Regions from separate parts of the Triticum aestivum genome. Here region 2 is linked to region 1. Evidence: chromatin contacts called from public Hi-C data. All regions are on one chromosome and are shown on one strand. The core of a region is the stretch at or near the end of the contact, and the rest is flanking DNA. Distances in the headings are between cores, read along the strand shown.

What was found. A called contact is a pair of places that touch in the nucleus more often than the background predicts.
Region 2: a contact with region 1 is called in a Hi-C map of leaf, with 2.9 times the contacts expected there. The contact joins the promoter of LOC123159614 here to the enhancer-like site in region 1. A contact is called at or near these places in 2 of 5 Hi-C or Micro-C datasets (both in leaf).

The regions. Positions count from the first base shown.
Region 1 is chr7B:486,374,155-486,381,543 of IWGSC CS RefSeq v2.1, reverse strand. It overlaps the pseudogene LOC123158085. Among protein-coding and RNA genes, the nearest start is that of LOC123160681, 4.6 kb to the right of the region's middle. Within about 2 kb of position 4,678, at least 8 of the 8 cell types and tissues checked have an H3K27ac peak or open chromatin away from gene starts, as enhancers often do. A contact at or near this core is called in leaf, where this site is marked.
Region 2 is chr7B:486,527,825-486,535,035 of IWGSC CS RefSeq v2.1, reverse strand. LOC123159614 reads right to left here and starts at 5,020. Exons shown (of 3, transcript XM_044577430.1): 1 at 4,631-5,020; 2 at 3,386-4,236; 3 at 2,924-3,273. The coding sequence starts at 4,215. The coding sequence ends at 3,249.

The DNA of each region.
Region 1 (7,389 bases), core at 3,429-5,928:
GTGATTGCGTGCTATTTAAAGTGGCGAGCTACAGTTAGACACCATACTTAAAACATCCTTCTTGCAAACGAGTGATGTTATCTCAGTAGCTGTAATGGGCCTTCTTTGGTTCCTCTGCCTCCTCGGCTTCCTTAGCAGCTTACCATTAGCCACATGCAATGAAGCTGAAAATGATAGGCAAGCCCTCCTTTGCTTCAAGTCCCGGCTCTCCGATGGTCCTGGAGTTTTATCTTCGTGGAGCAATACGTCCCTGGAATTCTGCGACTGGCACGGGATCACCTGCAGTGCAATGTCCCCTCGGCCTCGGCGTGTCATTGCGCTGGACCTTGTATCACAAGGCATCTCAGGCTCCATACCGCCTTGCATTGCCAACCTCACCTTGCTGACAAGGCTCCAACTGTCAAACAACAACTTCAGTGGTGGCATACCGCCCGAGCTTGGCCTGATGAGCCGGCTCCGTGACCTCAACCTCAGCATAAACACTTTGGAAGGTAACATTCCATCTCAACTCTCTGCATGTTCCCAACTCCAAATGCTGGGTTTGTGGAACAATTCCCTCCAGGGAGAAATCCCACCTAGCCTTGGTCACTGCAAGCATCTTCAGGAGATTAACCTTAGCCATAACAAGCTCCAAGGAAGCATTCCTTCTGCCTTTGGAAATCTCCCTGAGCTGCGCACACTAGATCTCGCTAGCAACGGGCTCACAGGCATCATACCACTGTCTTTGGGCATCAGCCGTTCTCTCACACATGTCGATCTTGGGATGAATACTCTAGCGGGGGTCATCCCAGAGTTCCTAGCAAACAGTTCATCTCTTCAAGTACTGAGACTCATGAAAAATAATTTTACTGGAAAACTCCCAAAGGCTCTCTTCACCACTTCGTCACTTGTTGCTATTTGCCTCCAACAGAACAGTTTTTTTGGTTCAATACCTTCCGTTACTGCCACATACTCCCCTATTAAATATATATACTTGAGGAAGAACCATCTTACAGGAACAATACCTTCCTCACTAGGGAACCTGTCCTCCCTGGTTCATCTTCGCCTTGGAGAAAATCAGTTAGTTGGGAGCATCCCAGAGAGCTTAGGTTATATTCCAACACTAGATACATTGAACTTGAACATAAACAACTTATCTGGGCCAGTTCCATCATCTTTATTCAACATGTCATCCCTCACAATTCTTGCCATAGCAAAAAACTCACTCATTGGAAAATTACCCTTCGACATCGGCTACACACTTCCAAATATTCAGAGATTAATTCTATCACAAAACAGTTTTGATGGCCCAATCCCAGCCTCTCTTCTCAAAGCTTACAGCCTACGCACGCTTCACCTGGATAATAATAGGTTTACTGGATTCATACCATTTTTCGGTTCACTGCAAAATTTACAGAAACTTGATTTGGGACACAACAAACTAGAGGCAGGTGATTGGAGCTTTGTCTCTTCACTATCACATTGCTCCGGATTGAGTATGCTGGGGCTGGATGGAAACAATCTCCAAGGGAAGTTACCAAGTTGTATTGGCAATCTTTCCAATAGTCTCGAGTCATTGTGGCTAAGTAGCAACAAAATTTATGGGCATATACCACCAGAGATTGGCAACCTTAAGAGCCTAAATAATTTGTACATGGGTAACAATCTTCTCACTGGATATATACCACCAACAGTTGGGAAACTGCAGAGATTGGTCTATCTATCCTTTGCAAAAAATCAGCTTTCAGGCCCGATTCCAGATACTATTGGTGATCTTGTCCGGCTGAGTATGCTGAAATTGGATTGGAACAACCTTAGTGGAAGAATACCTGCAAGTATAGCACGTTGTACTCAACTCAATATACTCAACCTTGCTCATAACTCACTAGATGGGCTTATACCAAGTAAAATCTTCAAAATCTCTACCCTTTCTGTAGAGTTGGACTTTTCACACAATTACTTGTCTGGAGAAATGCCTGAAGTTGGCAATCTCATTCATCTGAAGAAAATGAACATGTCAAATAACAGGTTGTCTGGCAACATACCATCAACTCTCGGCCAGTGTGTGGATCTGGAGTATCTTGAGATGCAAAGCAACTTCTTTATAGGAAGCATTCCAGAGTCTTTTCAAAGACTATCCAACATAAAGAATATGGATATTTCTCAGAACAATTTGTCAGGAGAGATACCAGATCCCCTCAAATTCTTGAAATACCTCCAATACCTCAATTTATCCTTCAACCATTTTCATGGAGCAATTCCGAGAGGTGGTGTTTTTGATATTGTTGGTGCAGTATCAACTGAAAGAAATTATCATCTGTGTACAAGGATTCCAACAGGAGGTATGTCCCTTTGTTCTGCATTGGTTGACAAGAAAACAAAACACAAGTCATTGGTTCTAGTCCTAGAGATTGTGTTGCCAATTGTTGTTGTCACTATAATTATTTTGTCATGCATTGTGATAATATATCGGAAGAAGAGAATGCAAGTCAATCCCCATTTGCAACATATCAATGAGCACATAAAGAAGATATCATATGAAGATGTTGTAAGGGCAACAGATAGATTCTCTTCTGCAAACTTAATTGGTGCAGGATCATTTGGAAAGGTTTATAAGGGCAGTCTGCAGTTTCAAGAAGATCAAGTTGCCATCAAGATTTTTGACCTTGACATTTACGGAGCACAGAGGAGCTTCATAGCAGAGTGTGAAGCTCTCCGTAGTGTGCGCCATCGGAATCTTGTAAAAGTCATTACCTCATGCTCTTCAGTGGATTATACTGGGGCAGATTTCAAGGCCCTAGTGTTCCCGTACATGCCTAATGGGAACCTAGGATTATGGCTACACCCGGAAGATCATGAACATGGTGAAAGAAATGCTCTGTCATTGAGCCAAAGGATTAATGTAGCCCTGGATGTAGCATTTGCTTTGGATTATCTTCACAACCAGTGTGCATCGCCAATTATACATTGCGACGTAAAGCCAAGCAATATTCTTTTGGGTCTTGATATGGCTGCATACGTCATCGACTTTGGCCTAGCAAGATTTGAGTTCAGTACATCAAATGCACATCAAGATATTTCAGCAAGTTCAGGCCGCCTGAAAGGATCCATAGGATACATCCCACCAGGTGAGATAAGCTTATTCTCACATGATATTAATTCTGTTTATAGAGTTGTACAAATAATGATTATTCTCTAATTTTATTGTGTTTGTGAATGTCCATGCAGAGTACGGCATGAGCGGACAAATATCAACCAAGGGTGATGTCTACAGTTTTGGGGTGCTTCTGTTACAACTGATAACAGGGTGCAGTCCAACTGGGGAAAAATTCAGTGATGGTATAAGCCTTCATGAATTTGTTGATAGAGCATTTACAAAGAATATTCATGAGGTTGTTGATCCCACAATGCTACAAGATGACAGGAATGCAGCTGACCTGATGAAGAATTGTGTTATCCCACTGATTGCAATCGGCCTCTCTTGCTCCACGACATCACCAAAAGACCGGCCAGATATGGGACAAGTTTCTACTGAGATCCTTAGAATCAAGCACGCGGCCTCACACATGCGTGCCAGATGAAGCAAAGATTTGGAAGATGGCAACTTGCAACAGAAGCGCAACTAAAGAAGAAAAGTGATGTAACTACGTAATGGTGTTTTCCTTTTAGGATTCAGTTACTGGCATTTCCAAACAGTAATATTCTCTTGCTGCAATAGCATTTCGTGTAATTTTTTTTCTTTTAGTTTTGTTGAGTAGTAACTCTGTAAGCACCATCCAAGGGATTATTAAGGCTCAAATGTCCAATCAGATTGATTTAGATGTTTTTAGAAGGTGATTTTGGATCCGAATGAGAATCAAAGCTCGAATCTGCACATGAATGCAAATGCTGGTCCTATGGGAGATTTGGCAGGAAAGGAACAAGTGCGCTTTCAGGGGCAAGATCGCCTCCGCACACGAGGTTGTCGCCGCAATCAGACGAGCAATCCAGCTATGGCGCCTAGCCGGAGCAAAATGCATTGAGACCCCCTTTGGGGAACCTCCATGAGAGACTGTTAATTCTCTGGCAGCCAATAGGGCTGTAGTTTTCTTTATTTTCAGTTCGTTTCCTTTTTATCCTTGATCTTAGGATCCCCACCATTTTATCTTCCGTTGCTTCCTGCTAATCATCAATCAAGCCAGCAATTTGCTGGATCTTCCAAAAAAAAATATCTGCACATAAATTCAACACCAAAAAAATCCCCTACAGATTAACTCGAACTGAGTCGGGGGTCTCTACACCTCAGGCCTATGTCCTACAGATAGATTTCGCCCAATCCCCGCGGAAGATCGCCACAGATCAAGCAGACAGACATGGCGCTTGTACCTGTTCGCCGGAGAACCTAGCGGCGGCGCTGCTTCGCGCCGACTGCCGACGGGGCCCGCTGGTGCTGCCGCTGCTTGGGCCCCGCCACACATTGGCCCTGTCCTCGCAAGCCTGCAGGCTCCGCCGTCGTCGAAGCTCGGGCCGCCTGCAGCTAGCGTGGTCGTGCCAGCACCGGGGCTCGTCCTGTTGTTTCACGGGCGAAACTACGATAGTTGTACGATGGCCAATTCATCGATGTGCTTTTTTTTTTAGGGAAATTCATAGATGTGCTGCTCTCCGGTGCTTTGCGTGGACCAAAGCTGGCCAAACGGGCCGTGCTAACTGGGCCGGCGCGGTAGCACGCAGGCAAGACACGGCCCAGCCACGGCACTGCTTGGTTTAAACGGGCCAGGCCCAGCACGCAGCACGCCATGGGCCATGCCTGGGCTGAAGGCTGGGCACGCGGGCCGGCACGGCACAGCCTGTTTTTTTAATATATTAATATATATATATATATGTCCTATATAAATACCCTTTTTTTACCCTTCAAAAAAATATAAATACCCTTTTTTACACGAGTCCTATAGAAGTAACTGATAATCTAATATGTTCAATATTTTTGTAGCGCTTGTGTATTTTTGTAGTGCTTGGATCTGAGTAGTTGTACTGTTATAGTGTAGTTTTTGTATTTTTTTAATTTTTTTGTAATTCTAGAGCATGTCTTGTATTCTTTTACTTCTTTGGGACAGAAGGTTTAATGGTGTAGGCGCTAATAAAACTCTAGATTTATCCCACATAATACTTCACCGAATATTTCTAAATTTTCAATATCTTTTTGGCTTTTCCATCCTGTTTTTCGAAGGTGTTTCACGGGAAAAAAATCAAGCCAACACGGGCCAGCGTGCCTAAGCGTTCCACGGGCCGGCCCACTTACCTCCCATGCCATGCTAGGGTTGCTGCATGCAGCATGTGGGCCGGCACGACACGTCCCAACTATTAATCGTGCCCTGGCAGGCCCGACACGTGGGCCGACACAACACGACCAAACGGGCCAGCCCGGCACGGCACAGCCTGGCCCGCCTAAATGTGCCTGGCACGGCACAGCCCACCAGGGCACGATAATAGTTGGGTCGTGCCGGGTTGGCCCGTTTGACCAGCTCTGGCGTGGACGATGTGATCGGCACCGTCGTACACAAATCGGATGCGCAATGTCGTAAGGAAGGCGGGTCATGAGGGAGAAACACTCAAAATCATGAACCTTATTTTATTTAACTACTGCAAACATGCCCGTGTGTTGCAACGGAAGAAACGGAATTATAATGCAATATGCTACTCCCTCTATGACCTTCAAAAGAAGGCTTGAGTGACCTACAACGTCTTTTGTATTTGTTTACAGAGGAAGTAGAGCTTTGCGAGGACAAAACATCACATTTTATTTAACAACCTCCAAAGATAAAGATAAGTAAGTCACTCATGCTTGTAGTGATCATAAATTTTGTATGTATCCAACATCTGAGGGTCAAAGCTCTCAAAGTTATCCCAAACTCTTCACTTATACATGAATAATGAGATATGTTAATTTGAACACCATATCTAAATCTAACAAAAAACATGAAAATATGTCGTAACTCACAAACTTACTTCTCCCGTAATAAGGATAGCGTCATGTATAATTGTTTTCCTATTCTCTCAAAACACACATGAGCTTTAACAACACATACCTAAATAGCACGGCGAATAATGGCAACATGTTATACATAAGTTAGATATAAGCCATATTGGATTTACTGACCTTAATGTGTTCATGAAGCTTGTTAAGAATCAGAGTGTCCAAGCCCTCGCTTTTTAGCAACAATCAATAGAAGGTGTTAGGATTAGAACATAAAAAGCACCTTTAATTATTGAAGGCATAACTTTAGTTGTGGGAGTCTCCATAGTTCCAAAAGTCGGATCTCAAAGCGCATCACCTAGCTGCCATCCCCCTCTCCCGACGAGGCCTTGAGTCCTGTGCTCCTTTGCATGCCACTCCAATGGCAGGAGGGGTGGGGAGCCCTGATCTGCGTTGCAGCGTTGTGATTAGGTCTCTTAGGATAATAGTTTCGTTCCCCAGCAGTGGTGCTGCAGTGCAATGGCGGCAGCGTATGGATCAAGAATAAGGTTTCCCCTACTCATGGTCTACCTAGGCGGTGGTGGTCACATCCGCAGCATAGAGGAGGGTAGGGGTTGCCTGGTCTCTGCTCTTCTGAAGTGATGAATTTGGTAAGCAAGACAATGGAGAGTTGCGTGAAAATGAGCACTAAAGAATTATCAAGAAATCTCCTTCAAGTCACCAATATGAATATCAAAATTGTGACATCAACATGAAGCTTCCAGATCCAAGTGGAAGTATCAGGGTCCTAGCTAGTTTTCCTAAAAAAAGGAGAATATCACACGAAAACCAACAATTAGTGAAATACATGTCAAAATGGTGTTTTGAAGTTTAAAAAATGAAAAGAAAAACACAGAATGTTAAGAGGGCGATGTTCTGTTTCCATGCGAAATTTCAAGTGCATATATGTTACGGGATGTGATCTATGAAAATAACAAAATCAACATTGAGTAGTGTCGAACAATAACAATACAGAACAATAACATTCACTCTGTATTGTCGAATTTGGTTTTCTCATAACTCACATTATGTAATGTGTTTCAACTTGGAATTTTGCATGGCAATAGAACATCATCTTCTTAACATCCCATATTTTTTTGAGATTCTTTTAAAACTTACAAACGTGATTTCCACGAAGTTTTAATTGAATGTTGGTTTTTATGTGATATTCTCCCTTCTGAGAAATGGTCGGATCTGACCCATTCCTCAAAAGATGTTTTTACATGATACATATCCACAACAATTTCTACTTCTAGTTCCAGAGAATGAATAAATCATCAAGTGCTCCTCTTCCTGGACACGACATACAAAGAGACCCGCCAACTGTCTTTTTTAGCGATTTTTGGAAGATAGATATTGTGATTAGTTTTCGACATAATTTTCCGATCGCTGCGTCAACAATGTTTCCATGGCTCTGA
Region 2 (7,211 bases), core at 3,771-6,270, 150 kb before region 1:
GCCTCTGGTTGGAGCTTTAACGGTCATGCTCGTGTGTTTATTCGTGAGCTTTATAGAGAGTTCCCAAGTCTCATAGACTACGACCTCATAGTCAGGCTCATATAGGTGTGCCTTTTCGAGTGTACCCCGTAGGACAGTACCTCGCCTTTGTAAAGGACCTCAAAGCACATTAAGACATAAGTCATCCTACCATACAGTATGAGAGTACCGCATCTCCAACGGGAATGGGTTTTAGAATTGCACTCTCCAATTACACCGACAACTTGTTTTTCCCATTACCTACTTCACGGGATCTCCGATCACATAGGATGGGTTACCGCTGCAGTGTAACTCACATGGGTCTCATTCTCATTTCCCTTGATGCATTTTCAATCACATTTCGTGATAAACCCTTAGTAAAGGGATCCGCCAGATTTTTCGAGGTGTGGACATAGTCCACAACGATTACTCCAGAGTTTCTTAATTTTCTGACGGATTTCAGGCATCGTTTCACATGCCTTCTGGATTTCATATTGTCCTTTGTACTTTTAACCTTTGTGAGAACTGTTTGGTTATCACAGTACATGAGGACAGCCGGAATAGGCTTCTCGCCTACTGGTAAATCCATTAAGAGCTCACGTAGCCACTCCGCCTCAACAGTGGCCGTGTCAAGTGCTACTAATTCTGCCTCCATGGTTGATCTTGTTATAATAGTTTGTTTACAAGATCTCCATGAGACAGCACCACCACCAAGGGTGAATAAATATCCACTTGTGGCTTTGATCTCATCCGCGTCTGAGATCCAGTTAGAGTCACTATACCCTTCAAGTACCGCTGGGTACCCAGTATAGTGAATCCCATAAGACATGGTTCCCTTCAAGTATCTCAATACACGCTCAAGTGTTGTCCAATGATCATTTCCCGGTTTAGAAGTATACCGGCTTAATTTACTAACAGCATATGAGATGTCGGGTCTAGTGGCACTAGCCAGATACATAAGAGATCCTATAATTTGGGAGTATCTCAATTGATCCTTCCCTTGTCCATCATGCTTTCTAAGCTTTAGACTAGGGTCATAAGGTGTGGGAGCCTCTTTGCAATCCATAAACCCAAAGCGGGTTAGGACTTTCTCCACATAATGAGACTGCGTAAGAGCAATCCCATTCTCACCCTTGATCAATTTAATGTTTAGAATTACATCAGCCTCTCCCAAATCCTTCATGTCAAAACACTAGGATAAAAATGACTTTAAGTCTTTTACAACAGCAATGCTTGTTCCAAAGATGAGTATATCATCAACATACAAGCATAAAATCACACCCTCACCCCCACCAAATCTGTAGTAAACACATTTATCGGCTTCATTTACAACAAAGCCTGCGGATGTCAAGGTTTTTTCAAACTTCTCGTGCCATTGCTTTGGCACTTGCTTGAGGCCATACAAAGATTTCATCAACTTACACACCTTGCCTTCTTGTCCGGGTACTACAAAACCATCGGGCTGCTCCATATAGATCTCCTCATCTAGCTCGCCATTAAGGAAAGCCGTCTTCACGTCCATTTGATGAATGTGGAAACCATATGAGGCAGCCAATGACAACAGCACCCGGATAGTGGTTAATCTCGCAACGGGTGAGTAAGTGTCAAAGAAATCCTCGCCTTCTTTTTGGGTATACCCCTTTGCCACAAGCCTTGCCTTGTACTTTTCAATAGTACCGTCGGGCCTAAGCTTTTTCTTAAAGATCCATTTACATCCAATTGGTTTGCAACAAATGGACGGTCAGTGATCTCCCAAGTCCCATTTGCAATGATGGAATCCATCTCGCTACGGACTGCGTCCTTCCAGTACTCTGCATCAGAAGATGCATATGCCTCTGAAATGGACTTTGGCACATCATCCACGAGATACACAATGAAGTCATCACCAAAGGATTTTTCAATCCTTGGTCTCTTACTCCTTCGTGGAGCCACTTCACTATCATTCTCCACATGCGTGTGTTCACAATTTTCATGAGTGGGTAGTTCCAGAGTTGGATTAAAGTTTGCTTGACTAGATGATGCTCCTGTATTCTTCATGGGAAATATGTCCTCGAAAAATGTAGCATCTTTAGATTCCGTCACCATGTTTACCGGCACATCCGGTACATCGGATCTAACTACTAAAAATCTATAGGCAACACTATTATGTGCATAACCAAGAAAGACACAATCAACCGTCTTAGGTCCGAGTTTGCGTTTCTTGGTTATCGGTATATTGACTTTCGCCAAGCATCCCCAAGCGCGCAAATACGAGAGATTAGGTTTCCTTTTTCCCCATCCTTCATATGGAGTCACCTCACTATTTTTAGTGGGAACCCGATTAAGGATATGACAAGCGGTCAAGACAGCCTCACCCCACCATGCCTTAGACATACCTGCACTATTTAACATGACATTCACCAAGTCCGTTAGAGTGCGGTTCTTTCTTTCGGCAACCCTGTTCGATTGGGGCGAGTAGGGCGGTGTCACTTCATGGATTATTCCATGCTCCGCACAAAATTGGGAAAATTCACTTGAAACATATTCTCCACCTCGATCGGACCTTAGACGTTTAATTCTTCCATTTAATTGGTTCTCGACCTCTGCCTTGTAGATTTTAAAATAGTTCAATGCTTCATCTTTAGTTTTAAGTAAGTACAGGTAGCAAAATCTAGTTGCGTCATCAATAAAAGATAAAAAGTATCTTTTCCCTGCTTTAGTCAGCACTCCACCCATCTCACAGAGATCGGAATGAACTAGTTCTAGTGGTGCCGTACTTCTTTCCTCGACCGCCAAAGAAGGCTTCCGAGGTTGCTTTGCTTGCACACATATCTGGCACCTAGAACCTCTGACTACGGAAAATTTAGGAATTAAATTGAGGCTGCTCATGCGGGAAATACTACCAAGATTAACATGACATAATCTGGAATGCCAAATGGATGCATCTTTATTTGAATTAAGAACACTAATAGTGTTGTGAACAAATTTATTCTCAGCATCCAACAAAGATGTGCGGAACAAGCCTCCACACTCATAGCCTTTCCCTATAAATAAACCAAATTTGGAAATAACAACTTTATTCGACTCAAAAACTAATTTGAAGCCATCTCGGCATAAAAGAGAGCCACTAATCAGGTTCCTATTTATTGAGGGCACATACTGCACGTTCTTTAAGGTAATGATTTTTCCTGATGTAAACTTCAGGTCAACCTTCCCTACTCCCAGAACAGCAGCACCTGAGCCATTTCCCATCAAGATGGGGGAACCGCTTGTAGCCTGACAAGAGGAAAATAAATTAAGGTCAGCACATACATGAATGTTAGCTCCCGTGTCAACCAGCCATTCAGCGGATTGACACGCCATTAAAACAGCAGGGTTCGAATCATACCCCGCAGTACTAGGCTCGCTAACAACCACGTTGACAGTGTTCTGTCCGTTCTGCTGCCCACCCTTCTTGCCCTTCCTGTTGTGGCATTTATTGGCCTTGTGGCCAGGCTCACCACACACATAGCAGATTATGCATTCCTTCTTCTTCTTAAAGTTGGTTGTATTCTTGGCCTTTGGATTCTGTTGTTTGCCCTTGTACTTAGCACCAGATTTCTGCACAAAGTTGGCGTTTGAGGTGCCGTCATTTGCCATGGAAGGTGTGTCTTTAGCACGTGCCTTCTCTTCCACATCAAGGTGAGCAATCAGGTCATCAACCCTCATTGCCTCCCTCTTGTGCTTAAGCGTGGTGGCAAAATCTCTCCATGAAGGAGGGAGTTTGGCAATGATGCCCCCCACCACAAACTTGGCATTGACGTTCACATCAAACTGAGCCAACTCACTCACAATCGATGTAAGATCATGAGCTTGCTTGACGACGGAGACGCCGTCCACCATGCGGAAATCGTGGTACTGTTCAACCACATAAATCCATCGCCCTGCGTCAGAGACCGCGTACTTGCGATCCAGCGCATCCCAAAGCTCTATTGCAGAGGTGTACCCATGGTATACATCATAGAGCTGGTTCTCAAGGAGCGACAAGATGACAGCCACAACAGTGTCGTTTGCTAACTCAAAGTCCATTACCTGCTGACGAGTCAGCGGCCTAACCTGTGGGATAATCCACCACAGGCCCTTGGACAGGAGGTAGTGACGCACCTTGGACTGCCATCTCTTGAAGTTGTCACCGGCAAACTTTTCAGGTTTCATCAGTTCCGCAACATGAGCATCCATGACAAATTGATCTAGAGTTTTCTGGATTGTTGGACACAATACATAATTTGTCATTAATTTAATTCCTTTACCTAGTACGTACAAGAGCAGGTTAAACAGGCAAATGGTTTTCTTCATAAGCATGCAATATAGATTCACACAGGAGCAGATTGATAGCACCCATCCTTGTATAATTAGCATGCAAAGGAAAACATCACGAAACCAGCGAGAACCATCTACAATACTAGTGACGGCAAAGTAGCAATATAGACAAATTAACATAAAGATACTGAATCTACCGAACACACACGACATGGCTGAAAACACTAGCAGCAGGAACAAAAAGACAGTCTAAAGCACTAGATAAACCTGATGGAGAATCGGCTAGAGCATGGACAGATTTATCTTGTACTAATAATGATCAAATGCAACTTACAGTCTAGACGTCGGTGCACTTGGTGTTCGTGGATGGAGTTTGTTGGAGACGATCTCGTAGAGGAAGCAGCGGTGGCGGAGACGATGTCGACGAGGACGTCGAGGAAGCAGCGGTCGCCGGAGACGATGTTGTCGAGGACGTCGACGAAGCAGCCCTCGCCGGAGATGATGATGTCGAGGACGTCGAAGGAGCGGTCGCGCGGACGCTGCCCAGAAAACTCTAGACCGCCCCCGTGCAGGGTCGAAGGATGCGGCCGGAGTCACGGAGACACCGCTCGCCGGGCTGCCGTTGCACGACGAACAGCACGGCAGGCTTCGTTCCGACGGCGGCTCAGCACTTGTGATATGTGAGGAAGGAGATGAAGATGTGTTGTGTATTTGTCCCGATGCTCTCTACCATTTATAGAGATCAGGAAGGAAGCATTCCAACAAGCAACGTTTCAATGAAACGTCTTGCCGAGCGAAGCGCGGTGCACTCGTTGGAACCAGGAGAATCGGGAGGAACAACAGGATAATGCTCACGTCCTAGCAGAGGACTCGGGAAGGAGTTGCAGCTTGCCGAACGGCCAGCAACGTGTGTGCATGAAGTTTCAGTTTGTTACGTGACAGGATATGCCCAAAGCATCAGACTTGGAATTCTCTGAACCGATGCATTATTTCCAACAGTTACTTCCTCCACGAGTATGCGGACGTGTACTATATTTTGTCCGAACCTACGCACGCATGTCCAACGAATATAAATTATCTCCAAACATTGCTGATCCTGCTTCATAAAAATGTATAATAAATCATCGACGCTAAAACGGAGACGTTTATTATATAACGGTGACCACCTATTTTCTGGGTGTGCCTAGAGCTCCTCCGTTTGGGCTGCTGTTGGTCATCGGCCTGCGCCGGAACGGTCGAGACGGTCCTTGCTGCTCAGCCGCCCTGGACGTGTCGCAATCTGCCTGTGAAGCTGCCCCGGTAAAATCTTGTGTTTCTGGCGTCCCCTCGGTTTTTGAGATAATAATCACAAGCGGTGGGGAGTTTTTCCCGTACGACTCAAAAAAAAAAAAACCATGCAATAAGGCCAACGGGTGACTCTATTTGGTCCTTCTGTGTTCGTTTGAAGCAAAATGAAGATGATCCACGACCAAGAGCAAACCCAAAAAGCGTTCGGCTCATGTCCGTCGGACCCAAACCGGGCGCATTTTTGTGCAGGCTTTGCATCTAGACAAACACTGAAAGGACGCGCTAGACCCCACGACACCAATCCCCAACAAGCGGCCAAGAAAACAAAACACAGTCGACGCGCGACGCGTCAACGACACATCGTTGTCCATATGTAGCGTTAGTAGCAGTCACTCTGCGGACGAAGTACACGTGAAAGACATGGGCAGGTAGCACCTTTTCATTTAGTATTGTTTGCGATTTGGTCTTCCAAATTATTTTATTTATGGATAAGTTTCTACTTTCTCTATTCTTTGAAAACCTCATGAAGGACTTCGGCTCTCCGACCACTTGACTATGCCACACACCTGTGGGCTAAACCACGACAGTGTCTCCAACACGAGACTTGAGCCCTGCAACACATGATTTTTTTTCTCCCCTTGCAACGCATGGTCATGTTTCCTAGTATGACTAAAAAGAGAAGCGGCAATACAAATAAAATGCCTAATGTGTGTAAGGATTTTTTTACCCGTTCCTCCGCACAAGAAAGCTGGTAAGTTCCACGTAAGATATCAAGACAAACAGCATACACCTTCCTTTGCTATTTTTTTTAAATAATACATTTTTTTATTAATTTTCATAAATATTACGCTGGATAAAAAAATTTCAAAAATAATACACCGTCGGCCCGCTGCAGGCCGACTGGGCCTAGTCGGCCCACAGCAGGCCGATTGGATTCCAGTCGGCCTACAGCTGGCCGACTGGCCCCTGTCGGCCCACTGTGGGCTGATTGCGTCCTGTCGGCCCACTGTGGGCCGACTGGAGCTAATTGGCATAAAAATATATGTTTAAAAAATGTTAATCATGTAATTAAAAAATGTTAAACATGTATAAAAAATGTTCCTGATGTATACAAAAAATGTACAATATATATGCAAAGATGTTGACATAAAAATATGTTTTGAAAAGTGTTAAGCATGTATTTAAAAATTGTTAAATGTGTGTATAAAAATGTTCCTTATTTATACAAAAAATATAGAATGTGTATGAAAAAAAGTTGATACCAAAAAATTATGTTTGAAAAGTTGACATTTATTCAAATACATGATTAAAAATTGTTAAATGTGTGTATAAAAAATGTTCCTTATCTATAAAAATAATATAGAATGTGTATGAAAAAAAGTTGACACCAAAAAAATATGTTTGAAAAAAATGTTCCAGTTCCATACAAAAAAGAGCAACCAATCATATTTTTTTCCCAACCTTGATTTATTTTTTGTCACCAACTCACCAACATAATTTTTTGGTATCAACTTTTTTTCATACACATTCTATATTTTTTGTATAAATAAGGAGCATTTTTTATACACACATTTAACAATTTTTAAATACATGATTAACACTTTTTAAAACATACTTTTTATGTCAAC